Regions from separate parts of the Callithrix jacchus genome. Here region 1 is linked to region 2. Evidence: chromatin contacts called from public Hi-C data. All regions are on one chromosome and are shown on one strand. The core of a region is the stretch at or near the end of the contact, and the rest is flanking DNA. Distances in the headings are between cores, read along the strand shown.

What was found. A called contact is a pair of places that touch in the nucleus more often than the background predicts.
Region 1: a Hi-C map of skeletal muscle shows a contact between it and region 2, with 12 times the contacts expected there. The contact joins two enhancer-like sites. A contact is called at or near these places in 2 of 3 Hi-C or Micro-C datasets (both in skeletal muscle).

The regions. Positions count from the first base shown.
Region 1 is chr14:11,769,480-11,775,982 of calJac240_pri, reverse strand. MAP4K4 (mitogen-activated protein kinase kinase kinase kinase 4) reads right to left here. Exons shown (of 30, transcript XM_078348850.1): 6 at 3,672-3,762; 7 at 1,412-1,542. Among named protein-coding and RNA genes, the nearest start is that of MAP4K4, 130 kb to the right of the region's middle. Within about 2 kb of position 2,447, at least 2 of the 16 cell types and tissues checked have an H3K27ac peak or open chromatin away from gene starts, as enhancers often do. A contact at or near this core is called in skeletal muscle, where this site is marked.
Region 2 is chr14:11,465,844-11,472,072 of calJac240_pri, reverse strand. It overlaps the pseudogene LOC100402167. Among named protein-coding and RNA genes, the nearest start is that of RFX8, 45 kb to the right of the region's middle. Within about 2 kb of position 4,347, at least 2 of the 16 cell types and tissues checked have an H3K27ac peak or open chromatin away from gene starts, as enhancers often do. A contact at or near this core is called in skeletal muscle, where this site is marked.

The DNA.
Region 1 (6,503 bases), core at 1,198-3,697, 310 kb before region 2:
CATTTAATATTTTAGACCTCTGGCCCAGATTTATGTTTAATGTTGGTAACTCAAACTTAACTAAGATTTTAAAGTTTAAAGGCCAGAAAGCATTTTTTAAAAAATGTTCACCATTGAATTCATAAAACCTAAAGTGGTTCACTAATTCAAATCATGCCACTAAGCATCCCCATCCCACCTGCAAACCAAACAAGTCAACTGGTTTTCTGCACAAGGAATTTTTTTCTGATTCACCTGAAATACTGAAATTTAAAATTTGAATTACACTTCACTTTCTGCGCAAAAATAAGTTCCATGAAGGCAGGCGTTTTTGCCAGTTTTATTTACTTTTGTATTGGCAGGTACTGACTAAACACTGCCTGACGTAAAAGTCTTAGCAGATGATATTTCTTAAAATCCAAAAGAAGATTTTTGAAAAGTAGATGAGGATACTTACTGTCATTACTATATATTTGTTTATATGCTATCCTAACCAATGAATTAAATTTGCTCAGTTTAAGAGTTTTTCTAAATAATCTATATTTACATTACAAAGTTCAGACACATATGTCTGAATACAACAAAAAGGAGAGACCTATCATTCCTCCCCTAAACTTTCTATACTATTGGGGTACACAAAGGGGCTCATTACCCTACCCCAGTGGTCACTCCTAGCAACATGAATGGGGGATGAGCAGTTCTGCATGACCCTGCTTTGAGGCAAAACAAAGCACCTCCACCTTCACCTCCCCAGTGGTGATCTTGCTTGACTCAAATTAAGCCTTTCCAGTTTACAGGAAACAAACTCAATGGCATAAAGAAGTAATGAGACAAATCTAGAGGGTAGAACATTAGACAACAGGCTCATCTAATTAAGGCATGGATTTTTAAAAATAGTTTTTATAAAAATAGTAATCTGAGTCTGATAACAAATATAGATTTACATCTCAATTTTTTTTAAAGTGCATTATTGATTCAAGTCCCTAGAGGTCACTCTAATAATTTAAATAAATTTGTGTACCAAATCAAAGCTGTAAAGCTGTTTAAAAATATATATATATATATAATTTCACTCAAATGAAACTATTACTATAATTGGCAATATTTTAAAAAGAATATTTGATTCTAATATATACTTCAAGTTAAAAAGGATAAGCAAATAAAAGCAAAACGTTCTAGCCACGACAGAGTGCTCCAGACTACTTTGAAACCAGTGTATTCCTTAGTGAGAACACAGTCACGTGATGCAAATGGACAAAAAAGATGGCATCTGAATACTGTCCTAGAAAATTTGCACCTGAAATTTTCCTCACTGACAATCTTCCTCCCTGAAAAAGCAGGCAGACAAGGGGTGTGTAATTTGTAAGTAAAGCCCCCATCCCTCAGGCATGCCAGTGGCCCTGCAAAGGCCTATGGAGCAAGTGCCTCTTACTCTGTAATCATAGGTGGCATCTGGGTTCTCGTCACAGGCGATCACCTCCGGAGCCATCCAGTAGGGAGTGCCTATGAATGTATTTCTCCGCCCCACCGTCCTGTCCAGCTGAGCACTCACACCAAAGTCGACTGTGGGAGGAAGAGAAAGGAAGATAAAGTGAAACACAATTACAAACCAGACATACTTGGGGAAAAACTCAAGGAGGATAAACGTCTTCATAGTAAACTGAAACAGCAGTGCTTCATCAATATGCAGTCCTCTTCAAGGCAGGCAACACTGGTCAGGAGTGCCCTTCCACAGTAAAGCAACCAAAACTGTGAGATCCTCTACCAAGTAGTCCAGAAGCTCCTGGGAGGCCTGGATCTGGCTGCCTTCCCAGCTTCTCCAACAGTGACCAGCAGAGGGCCTTGTAAATGAACCACAACCTTGAGTGCTTTCAGAGAACTGCCACAAACAAGATCAAGTCACAGAGAGCCCCAGGTTCAGGAAAACTGATTGAGATGCACTTGACTTACCTTATTAAGCAGTATACTTCTTATAGGTATATAAGAAATACACTTTCTTATATTTAATAACCATAAATAGAAAACCACAAATGTTTTCTTGAAAAGAACACAGTACTGAATCAAATAAAGAAAATCAAGCTAAACCACATGTTCAAAAACACCCCCCAAAGCACTTGGGACTTCTGCTGATTTTTCAGTGACTTCTGCATCCCACCCAATTGGGTGGTGGTGGTGGTGGTGGTGGTGGTGGTGGTGGTCTAGAGGAAAGTTCAAAGATGGGAGGCAGAGTTGGCAGGAAGACCATGACCTCTAACAGAATGCCTGCCATCAGTCACTGCTGACACTATCACTACACACCCGGCCATTACCACCCCAGCAGGAACCTGCAAAGGTGGAGGAGCCCATGCTGAGATGAGTTACAGGAATCATAGATTCAACTTCTATGCACAGAACACGCTCAGAAAATGGCTTGTCCAGGGTGTGGACTCACTCACTGAGTGCTCCTCCAGAGACAGAGAAACACACAGGCCAGTCAGTGCAGGAACCAGAGACACACGGGCCAGCCAGTCAGTGCAAGAAGCCTAAGCAATCACAGAAACTTGGAAGGCAATGGTAACCAATCACTAAGTGATCCTCAGGGACTATCACAGGCTGGTACCTGGAGACCAGTGCAGGGTTTGGTAGGAGAACTGCTCAAGTGCTTCCTATCTTAGCCTTGAGGGGAGTTTCCAATTGGGCAGACTACTCCTCTACAGAAGACCAACAAACACAGACTATGTAAGAAATTAACTATGAAGGTCTTACTTTTACAGTACAACAGCTGTGCCTATGATTTCTAAAAGAAAGGTAGAGTAGACCCATATAAACATAAAGAATTTTGTTGTTATGTGTTAGTGGAAGAAAAATTAATACAAACTGTTTAAAAATTTGATACAACACTTAGATGAAAGTGATTCGAATGAGTTCAGACCCAGCTAAGGGAAACAAGAAATATAAAAGAATCCTTGTAAATAACTCTAGGAAAGCATCATGGGCTGTAATTATCTATCCAAGCAGAAATTTATCAAGCACCTACTACAATAAAGTCATTATATGCTAGGTGCTGGGTAATATACTAGTTGCTGCATTCCCAGAACTCACATTCTGACAAAGCAGACAGTAACAGAAGTAAACAAACAATCACATAACTATAAATTGTGAATAATACTACAAAACAAACAAGTACCAGGGTCCAAGACAGATCGGAGGTTGGAAAGGCCCCTGAACATGAGAAAAAAAACTGACTTCAAAATTGAAGTCAAGTCTCAAGAAGTTTAAAAAAAAGAAAATAAGACAGCAATGGATAAAGAGAGAAATAAAGAGGGACATAAAATGAGGAGGGGAAAGTAGCACGGGTCAGATCTTACATGGCTTTTTATGGGCCAGGGTGAGAAATGCAGGTTTTATCCAAAGTAAAGTAGGACTCCATTAAGGGTCTACAAGTAGGAAAGTGGCATGGTCTGATCTGAAGATCAGTCTGGCTGCTGTATAGAGAAGGGGGAGATGGGCGGAGGCGTGAACAAACATACAAACATGGAAGTGGGAAGGCTGGAGCCAGGGTAAGCAATATGCTCGGTTCCCACATTCTTAAGAACAGAAATAGAAAACATGGGTAACAGACTGAACTTTTAGCTAGATGGAAGCAGAGTTGGGAGTGCAACTGGCTTGTGCCAGGTGCAAGTATGAGATCACGCCGCACATCCATTACATACCAAGTTTCACCTCTGCATTCTCGGTCAGTAACACATTCTGGCCCTTGATATCCCGGTGAATCACGTGATGAATGTGAAGATGTGCCAGTCCCTGAATAGAAAAGACAGGCCCAAACTTTAGTTTTCTGTTACTATAAATAAACAGCCAGGAACACACCTTTTATAAGAAAGTACACAAGCGGATCAAAGGTTTTTGTGAGCTAACATTAACTTCACTCTTAGCTATTCCCAGGAAGATAGCACCAATACTACCACACACACAGAAAGAAGTCCTCCTCACCCTCCACACTCCCAGCAGGTTAAGTTCCCTGTGTGAGCAACATGACCACTTGTAGCTGTGCCTTTAAGATACACTGCAGATTACCATCTGCAGTTTCTCTGCTATAATTTGTGCTATTTGTGTACAGGGTGGTTCCTTTCCCATGCTAAATGTCTAGATGGTGACCCCATGGGCATATTTGAACTAAACACATCACAGGGGAAAAGCAAAGGGCAAGAGAGGGCTTTAAAATCTGGCTCTTTTAACAATGGCTAGCTTTCCCACTGCACAGTGACAAACTGCTAAGTGCTGATCAATCCCACCTTCACCCCAAGCATAAAAGGAATATGCTGTCAGAAGAGCCTTGTGTTCAAATAAAGTATCTTTCTTTCCCAATGAAACAAACCTACTGGGCATATAACACTTTTGATGACCTTGTATCTGGAATGAGGCCCAAAAACTTGTCTCTTATGAGAGGTAGTGGAAGAACAAAAACACATGTTGCATCCAAATATGGTCCATGAGACAGCAATGCATCATTCTCACAACTCATTACTTATTCTGTCCTCAGCTAGAGAAGCCAAAGATACAGCTTGCCTCCTTAAGATACAAGCAACCTATTTACTCTAAAATGTCTCAATCCAAAAAGGGCAGATTACAAGTAAGGGTTATTTGGTTTTTCCTGTTTGCTTCTTTTTTTTATGGGGTTTATTATTATCATTACTTTGTAAGATATGAATTAAATACAACAGCTCCTCTAGAATACTAATTTTTCTAACAGGGGGTTTCTAAACATTCATTTACTGGTCTGTCTATGAAACAGAGTAGAGCTTATTTGACAGCTCTGTTTATTTTTCACAACACAGGATGTGCGGTATTATACCACAAAGCACTGACTAGAGAAAAATGCACTAAAAATATATGGTACCTTACTGCTATAGTTAGGAACAAAGTCCCTCCTCTCAGCATGGTATAACTTCAAACAGCAAAAGGAGAGACACAAAAGCTAGCTTCCCTAATTTTTTGTAATTACTTTTTCTGTTACTTCACTTCATTTTTGTTCGCTAACCTGCAAAACTTCCTTCTTAAATTTTTACAAGATTATCTTAACAACAAACATAAGCACCCACATCTTCTCAAACAAATATGGCTCTCATGCACTCTTGTTCTTTACTAGCAAATGTATGGAACAATGCCTGCTTTCCTGTCTATACTGCTATAGGATCACTGCTTCTACAGGGAATTAGGTGGGTCTAACAGCTCTGCAACAATGTTAACTTGACTTATGATTATTCTGAACAGTAAGTACATTTTTCTTCCATGAAGTACCTGGGAGCGTATGTGTGTTCAACTAGTTCCATACCAGAAATGAGGCCACAATTATCCTTCCTTAGCAGAAATGCCAAGTCCAAATATTCAGCGAGGAACCTATCTCTCCTCAAACAAATCCATCAGTGTTTCTAAACTAGGAAACATTTTCCCCTTAATTCTTTATCAGTCATTGTCACAGAATAAAAGAGCAGTCAAAGGCTGTCATACAGTATTGGTTATAGAAAGCTGTAAGTTCCCATACTCAATATGAAGTATTGATTTCAGCCAAAATGAGAAAGTGCCATGTGGAACATGAACATGGAAGTGGGCTGAAAAGAACACGCTGGTCTTGCTGTGAAGCCTTGTGGTTCAGAGGGTTACAGTGTTCTGGCCCCAAAAAGCACTTCCCTAACGGCTGAGGCCTACCTGCTTAGGACCCTCACCATTCAAAGGGTCTGATCATAATAATCATAAGGTCTAAATCCAACATCTAGTGAGAAATGAGGAAAGATTTTGCCACCACAGAAATTGTCTAATCCCAACCATCTTGAGAACATGTTATCTGTCTGGGGGTGGCTGCATTCCTTTCTCATGTGACCTCACCTCCAGCTTATCATCTTGTGTTCTCTTTACCAAAGCCAACTCTTAGTAACCCCTATAATGAACACACACTACTGTATGACACATGAACTGTCCCTGAGGCATTCGTTTGTTTTAATTTAAACCTTTGTCACAAGGAAAAACTCCCATTCTAGATGAAATGTAGGCGAAGGAAACTCAGTTTCAGATTCCCAGTGAGGCGAAAAAGATTTGCTATGTCTCAAAAATATGTCCATTCGTGTACCACACTCAAGTTGGCTTAGAGGCGTTAAACAAGTTGGGCTTCTTTTAAATGTTACTGGAGATCAATGATGGTAAAATGGCTAAATGCACATATTATACGTGATAGGTAAACAATGCTTGCCCAGGTACAGAAACACATTAAGTTGGCTTTGATGTCTTTGAAGTCTGAAATACATTTGATGTCTACAAAGTTATGCTAAAAGCTAGTTCTCTGTTTGAGAGATCCCATAATAGAATTATATACAAGAAAGGTAGAGGTGGGGGTACGTGGGTGGGCATGTGTATGGCGGGGGAGTGGGTGTTTAAAACAAAAGAATAATGACATCAGTTAACATTTGCTGATAGGTAGTTATGTATCCACATGCTACATTAAACAATTAATATATACTAACTCATTTAATTCTCCTAACAAAAGTAAT
Region 2 (6,229 bases), core at 3,098-5,597:
GCATGAGCCACTGTGCCTGGCCTAGCCTGGACTATTTTGTGCACTGCCCAACATCTGCTGGTGGAATTATCCTTTGCTATGGACTAAATGTTTGTATCCCCCTCAAATGTGTATGTTGAAACCTTAATTCCCAATGGAATAGTATTAGGAGGTGGGGCCTTTGGGAGGTAATTAGGTTTAGATGAGGTCATGAGGATGGAATTAGTGTTCTTATAAGAAGAGGAAGAGACACCAGATCCCCTGTCCCCTGCCATTTGAGGACACAGCGAGATGGCGGCCATCTGCAAGCCAGGAAGCAGTCCCTCTCCAGGAACCACATCCGCCAGAACCTTGATCTTGGATTTCCGGCCTCTAGAACTATGAGAAATAAATTTCCGTTGTTAAAGTCACTCAGTCCATGGCATTTTGTTATAACAGCCCAAGCAGTCTAAGACATTTCCCAGCTCTCCCTTCCATAAATCTGCCCTGTATTCTCCCCAGTCTAGGGGCTGTCCACTCCCTCCCTGCCTCTGGGTGGAAGGCAGCTGTTGAGTTCACTTTTGCATAACTTATCTGGTGAAACTTTGTTGTCTCAGGGCTCACTCAGAGAAAAATAACCTGCTCTTAAACTCAGCCTAGAAACTAGAAAATTACTTTTTAAATAGAGAAAACACTCACTTAACATGGCTTTAGACCTGCACTGCAGCCACCAGCCTGAGCCATGGGCCACCAAGCCCTCCTGCTTCTGCTGGTGGCTTTCCTGGTGTCTGGGACCACCACAGCTCTCCAGCTGGCCTTAAGGGCTCTCGGCAGCCTACACTTGCCAGCCAACCCCACATCCCACCTGGCTGTTGCCAAGAACTACTCGGTTCTCCACTTCCATCAGAGGGTTGATCATTTTGGATTTAATACTGTGAAAACTTTTTTAACAGCAGTATCTAATAGCTGATAAATGCTGGAAGAAAGAAGACAGGGACATCATCTGGTTTTGCAGTAATACGTGGTTCATATGGTACACAGCTGAGGAACTGAAAGCTACGTTGGTGTATGCTGAACAGAGATACTGTGGAGACTCCCTGCCCTGTGATGACCCATTCAAGGATTCTGAACACCTGGATCTCCTGACATCAGAACAAGCTCTGGCTGATTCTGCAGAGCTAATCAAACACTTGAACAGAACAATCCTAAGAGCTGAAAAGCACCCTGTTGTGGCCTCCAGGGTCCATACGGTGGCATGCTTGCAGCCTAGCTCAGGATGAAATACCCTCATATGGTAGTTGGAGCTCTTGCAACTTCTGCCTTAATCTGGCAGTTTAAGGATTTGGTACCTCATGGTGTATTTATGAAGATCATAACTACAGATTTTAGGAAGAGTGGTCCATATTGTTCAGAGAACATCCACAGGTCCTGGGATGCCCTTAATCGACTCTCAAATATGGGGAGTAGTTTGCAGTGGCTTACTGACATTCGACATTTGAAAGGCTGGATCTCTAAAACCTAGGTGGGGCTTGCAGGGGTGAGCTATCCTTATGCCTCTAACGCTTTATAGCATTTGCCTGCTTGGCCTATCAAGGCCATGTGCCAATATTTGAGAAAAACCAATGTATCGGATTCATTGTTGCTGCAGAATATTTTCCAAACTGTGAGTGTATATTCCAACGATTCGGGCCAGATGACATGCCCGAGTAGTTCAGAGGCAACAGCTAGCACTCTGGGATTCCTGGGTTGGAGTTATCAGGCCTGCTCAGAAATAGTCATGCACTTTTGTATCGATGACCTGTTTGAACTTCACTCGTGGAACCTGAAGGAGTTTTCTGATAAGTGTTTTAAACAGCGGAGTGTGAGACCAAGGCCCTCCTGGATCACTACTATGTATGGAGACAAAAAAATAGTTCATACATGGACATTGTTTTCAGCAATGGTAAGCTAGACCCCTGGTCAAGAGGTGGAGTAATCAAGGACATCGCAGACACCTTTGCTGTAGTCACCATCTCAAAAGGGCCCACCGTTTAGATCTCTGAGTCAACCATACCTGAGATCCCACGTCTGTGCTGTTAGCCCCCTCCTTGGAAGTTAGATACATGAAGAAATGGATCACGGATTTCCACCACAGGGCAGGAAAGCAGCACTCAAAAACTTTTGATCATTTTTAGTTTCTTCTTTTATGTTCACACCACCCACATTCCTGTTCACTTTCATTTTCTACATGTAATTACTTTCCCTTGTTCCTCACTCAATTTGCACCGAGGTGGAGACAGAAGAGAGGGTGATGGTGGTGACAGTAGCCATCCCAGGAGTGTGATTTCCTGGGCTTTCGCTGTCTTTATGCTACCTCCAGGAAGATTCTTTTCCTGATCGCTCTCCCACACCATCAGTGGCCCTCATCAGTGGAGCAGAGTTCCTGACTGCCTTTCACAGAGGAAGAGTCATTTCCTATGTTTCTCTGCAATCAGGGATTTCTCCTTGGTTTTGAGGTTGAAGTCTCTTTGACCCATTTATAAGTCCCCACCCCTACCCCCACAAAAAGGAAAAGCAAAGGATAGATAAAAATGATGTAATTGCAGCTGGTAGGATGTCTGATGCCAATCCAGGAAATGGGAGCCATTTCTTTTGTACTGGATTTAATGATTTAATGACTTCGAACTGTGCTGGTTTTTTTTTTTTTTTTTTTTTTTCGTAGAGATGGGGATTTCTCCATGTTGCCCAGTCTGGTCTCGAACTCCTGAGGCTCAAGTGATCTGCCTACCTCAGCATCCCAAAATGCTGGGATTACAGGCATGAGCTATCAACCCAGGCCTGTGCTTTAAATAAAGAATAAGCCTGAACCTTTAAAAAAATATGGCCTTTGGGAGGATGAAGTTGGCAGATGCTGAGGTCAGTAGATCAAGACCATCCTGGCCAACAAGGTAAAACTCCATCTCTACTAAAAATACAAAAATTAGCTGGGTGTGATGGTGCATACCTGTAATCCCAGCTACTTGGGAAGCTGAGGCAGAAGAATTGCTTGAACCCAGGAGGCAGAAGTTGCAGTGAGCAGAGATTACACCACCGCACTCCAGCCTGACGACAGAGTTAGACTCCGTATTTTTAAAAAAAAAAAAAGGCTTTACATGCACAGGTACAGGCAGAGCTCACACTTTCTAACCTTTTTAAGTTCACCTATTATACTGATATACTGCAATTGACTAAGTCATTCCCCTATTGTTGGTTCTGCAAATTATTTCCAAGTTTTTATTACTGCAAACAGCAGCAATCTGGACATTTTACTATTGATTCCTTTCTCTAACTTTTAGACATCTCCTCAAAGTTTCCTGGTTAGAGTATGAGTTATCTCATGGTTTTTTTTTTTTTTTTTTGAGACAGGGTCTGGCTCTGGCTCCCAGGCTGGAGTGCAGTAGCATGATCTCAGCTCACAGCAACTTTCACCTCCCAGATCAAGTGATCCGCCCATCTCAGTCTCCCGATTACAGGTGCACACTACCACACTGAGCTTTTTCTTTTTTTGGTAGAGACAGGGTTTCACCATGTTGGCCAGGCTGGTCTCTAACTCCTTAACTCAAGTGATCCGCCTGCCTCACCCTCCCAAAGTGTTGGGATTACAGGCATAAGCCACTGGGCCTGGCTATCTCACTGCTCTTAGAGCAAAGGCCACATTGCTTTGCCAAAGCCACTATGATACGTAGGGCACCAGTGATGTGCAAATGAGCCTGTTCTATCTCATACCTACCAGTACTAAGTAGTGTCATTTCCCTTTATTTGAATAAGTATATTTAAAATATACTTATTGGGCTCTTAGAATTATTTAGTTATTCATTTCTTTCTACTCAGAGTTGTTTACATTGTAATTAACAAAATGCTGACAACACTCAGAAATTAATTTGGCAAAATAATCGGAAATTAAATCCAAAATCTCTGCCTGAAGGCTCACAGATTCAACTCTGACACAGCCCTTTTCCTGTTCTTGAATGGGTAAGTTATTGGTTTTTAATATGAGTTAAACTTGAAAGGATTTATGAGGACAAATGGTGAATGACAAAGCAAACAAACGGATAGATAAGCAAGGAGGTATTTCCTTTTCCAACACGGGCCTCCTCAAAGTCACGGTGTTCATTGCAGGCCATCTAGTGGATCCACGTGGGAAAAATGCCCAGTGCTGAGGGAGGGGAAGGAGAGAGGGGAGCTGTTTTCCCAGGTGCGCACAGATCCGGCAGGCTCTCCAGACACAGGACGCCAACTTAGGGTCCTGTTCCTCACAGGAGGAAGAGTTGCAGGATCCCCTGCTCCCAGCAGTTCCCGAGTACAATCATTCTGCATTTCCTGGGGAGATGATCCGGCCAGCCTCTTCCTGGCGTGGGTGTGTGGGTGTGTGTTAACACAGTTGTTAACATCTACTTATGAAACTGCTTAAACTTGGGGGCTCAGTGAAAGACCCGACTTTCTAGCGCAGAAAACATCCCCCAACTTCCGTAAGCTGAGGTGCCAACATTACAGGCTTTTATTCCTTCGCCAACCATGCATGTAGTCCCCTGTATATGGGTCAGGCTGTGTGCATTCTACAGGTGGCTTTAGCTGGGTCTGAGTCCAAAGTAGAGGAAAGGACTCAGTTGTGAAAAACCAATGAATTTTAGACGGCAATGAGATGAGCATGGGGCCACTCTATGATAGAGAAGCAGAGAAGGGTCCGTGGAGGAGGTGGAATTTTCTTTTTCCTCATAAGCTTAAATTTGGCTTTATTTACACAAAATGACACATGCTTATAAAAATTGATAAAAGTAAAACATGAATAGTTCCCTCCTTCCCCTAAGCACTTCCATTCCCAACAGGTGACCACTGTTTAGAGTCGGCTTGGTATAATTAATTCCAGGAGGTGGATTTTAAACTGAGTTTTAATGATGAGATTTGGTCGGTGGAGGGGATGGGAGAAGAATGATGTGCTGGGACCCTGGAGTGGGAAGAGTTAACTATAGATAGGCACAGAGACGTTATCATTGTGACATTCTAATTGTCTAATATCTTCAGGTCCCTTGAGTTTCTGGCAGTCTTCATTATTAAAAAAAAAAAGAAGAAGAAGAAAGAAAGAAAAGAAAGAGGAAAAAAAGAGTTAATTCATTCCAGACACCTGAATTCCTTCAGTTTTTTTTTTTTTTTTTTTTTTTTTTTTTGCTTTCTTCTTTGGTTTGACCACTGGGTGAACCCAAGATGATGAATCATGAGGCTTCACCTCACAAATGTTCTATTGCAAGGCCTTTGACTTTCAGAACTTTTTTTATTGCATGTAGATTGGAAGGGTGGCATTTATTTACCTGTAATTGTTGGGGCTTTTGCTATGCAGAAGCATGTACTTAACTCCTGATTCAGTTACTCACAGCCTTGTTCTCTGTAGACCTCCTGGACTAGTTTCTATGCCCTTCTCCCAGACAACTTATACCAAACTCCGTCAGAGTACTTAACAATCTATATTGAAAATTGCTACTAATTGTTTGACTATATGCAGACCATAAAGCCCATGGAAGCTGTCTACTCACTGTGGTAGGCTCAGTGCCTAGGATCTCAAGTGTCTGCAGAATGAATGTATGAGTAATGAACAACCAACGTCCTAGAGGAAATCTATTGCAGGAGTGGCTACAGAGTAAGTACATTAGCCACGGGGCACAAGGGATAAACAGATAACTCACTGCCACCTCAGTACTGCTCCTCACACAGGAAGTCTGAGGTTGGCCTTTGTTGATGCCCGACTCATTTGTTCTTGAGGAGTGTTAGAACATTCTGGGATCACACTGTTCGGTGTGTGACACACATTCTCCCCAACCCTTTTCCTCTACCTCTTCCCCAGTCAGTTGTGACCCACAGTCAGCACATGCTACAAAATCATTCTTGCACATGGATGGCACCACTCCATGGCCCGTACTTACCTCCTCTCGGAGCCTCAGAGGGAGCCAGCCTGTTGCACAGAGTGTGGACAGCCCAGTCTCAGGCAACTGCCCCAGCTCCAGGGTCCACACTGAACCCTGATCCTGTTGCTCTTTTCCTTAACTCTTCAGTTTCTTGATGTCCTCCTCAGCCTCTTCATGTCTGCCTCAGGTCCTCTGAGCTAGTCAGGAGAGGCTAGATGCTGCTGCAGTAACAAGCATCTTCCAAATCTTAATGACCTCATACATTAAGTTTGTAACTGTCATAGGTCTATTGCCTGACATGTGCAGCAAGTCAATATGCCAAGAGATTGGGTCACAGCAGAGAAATAGGTTTAATT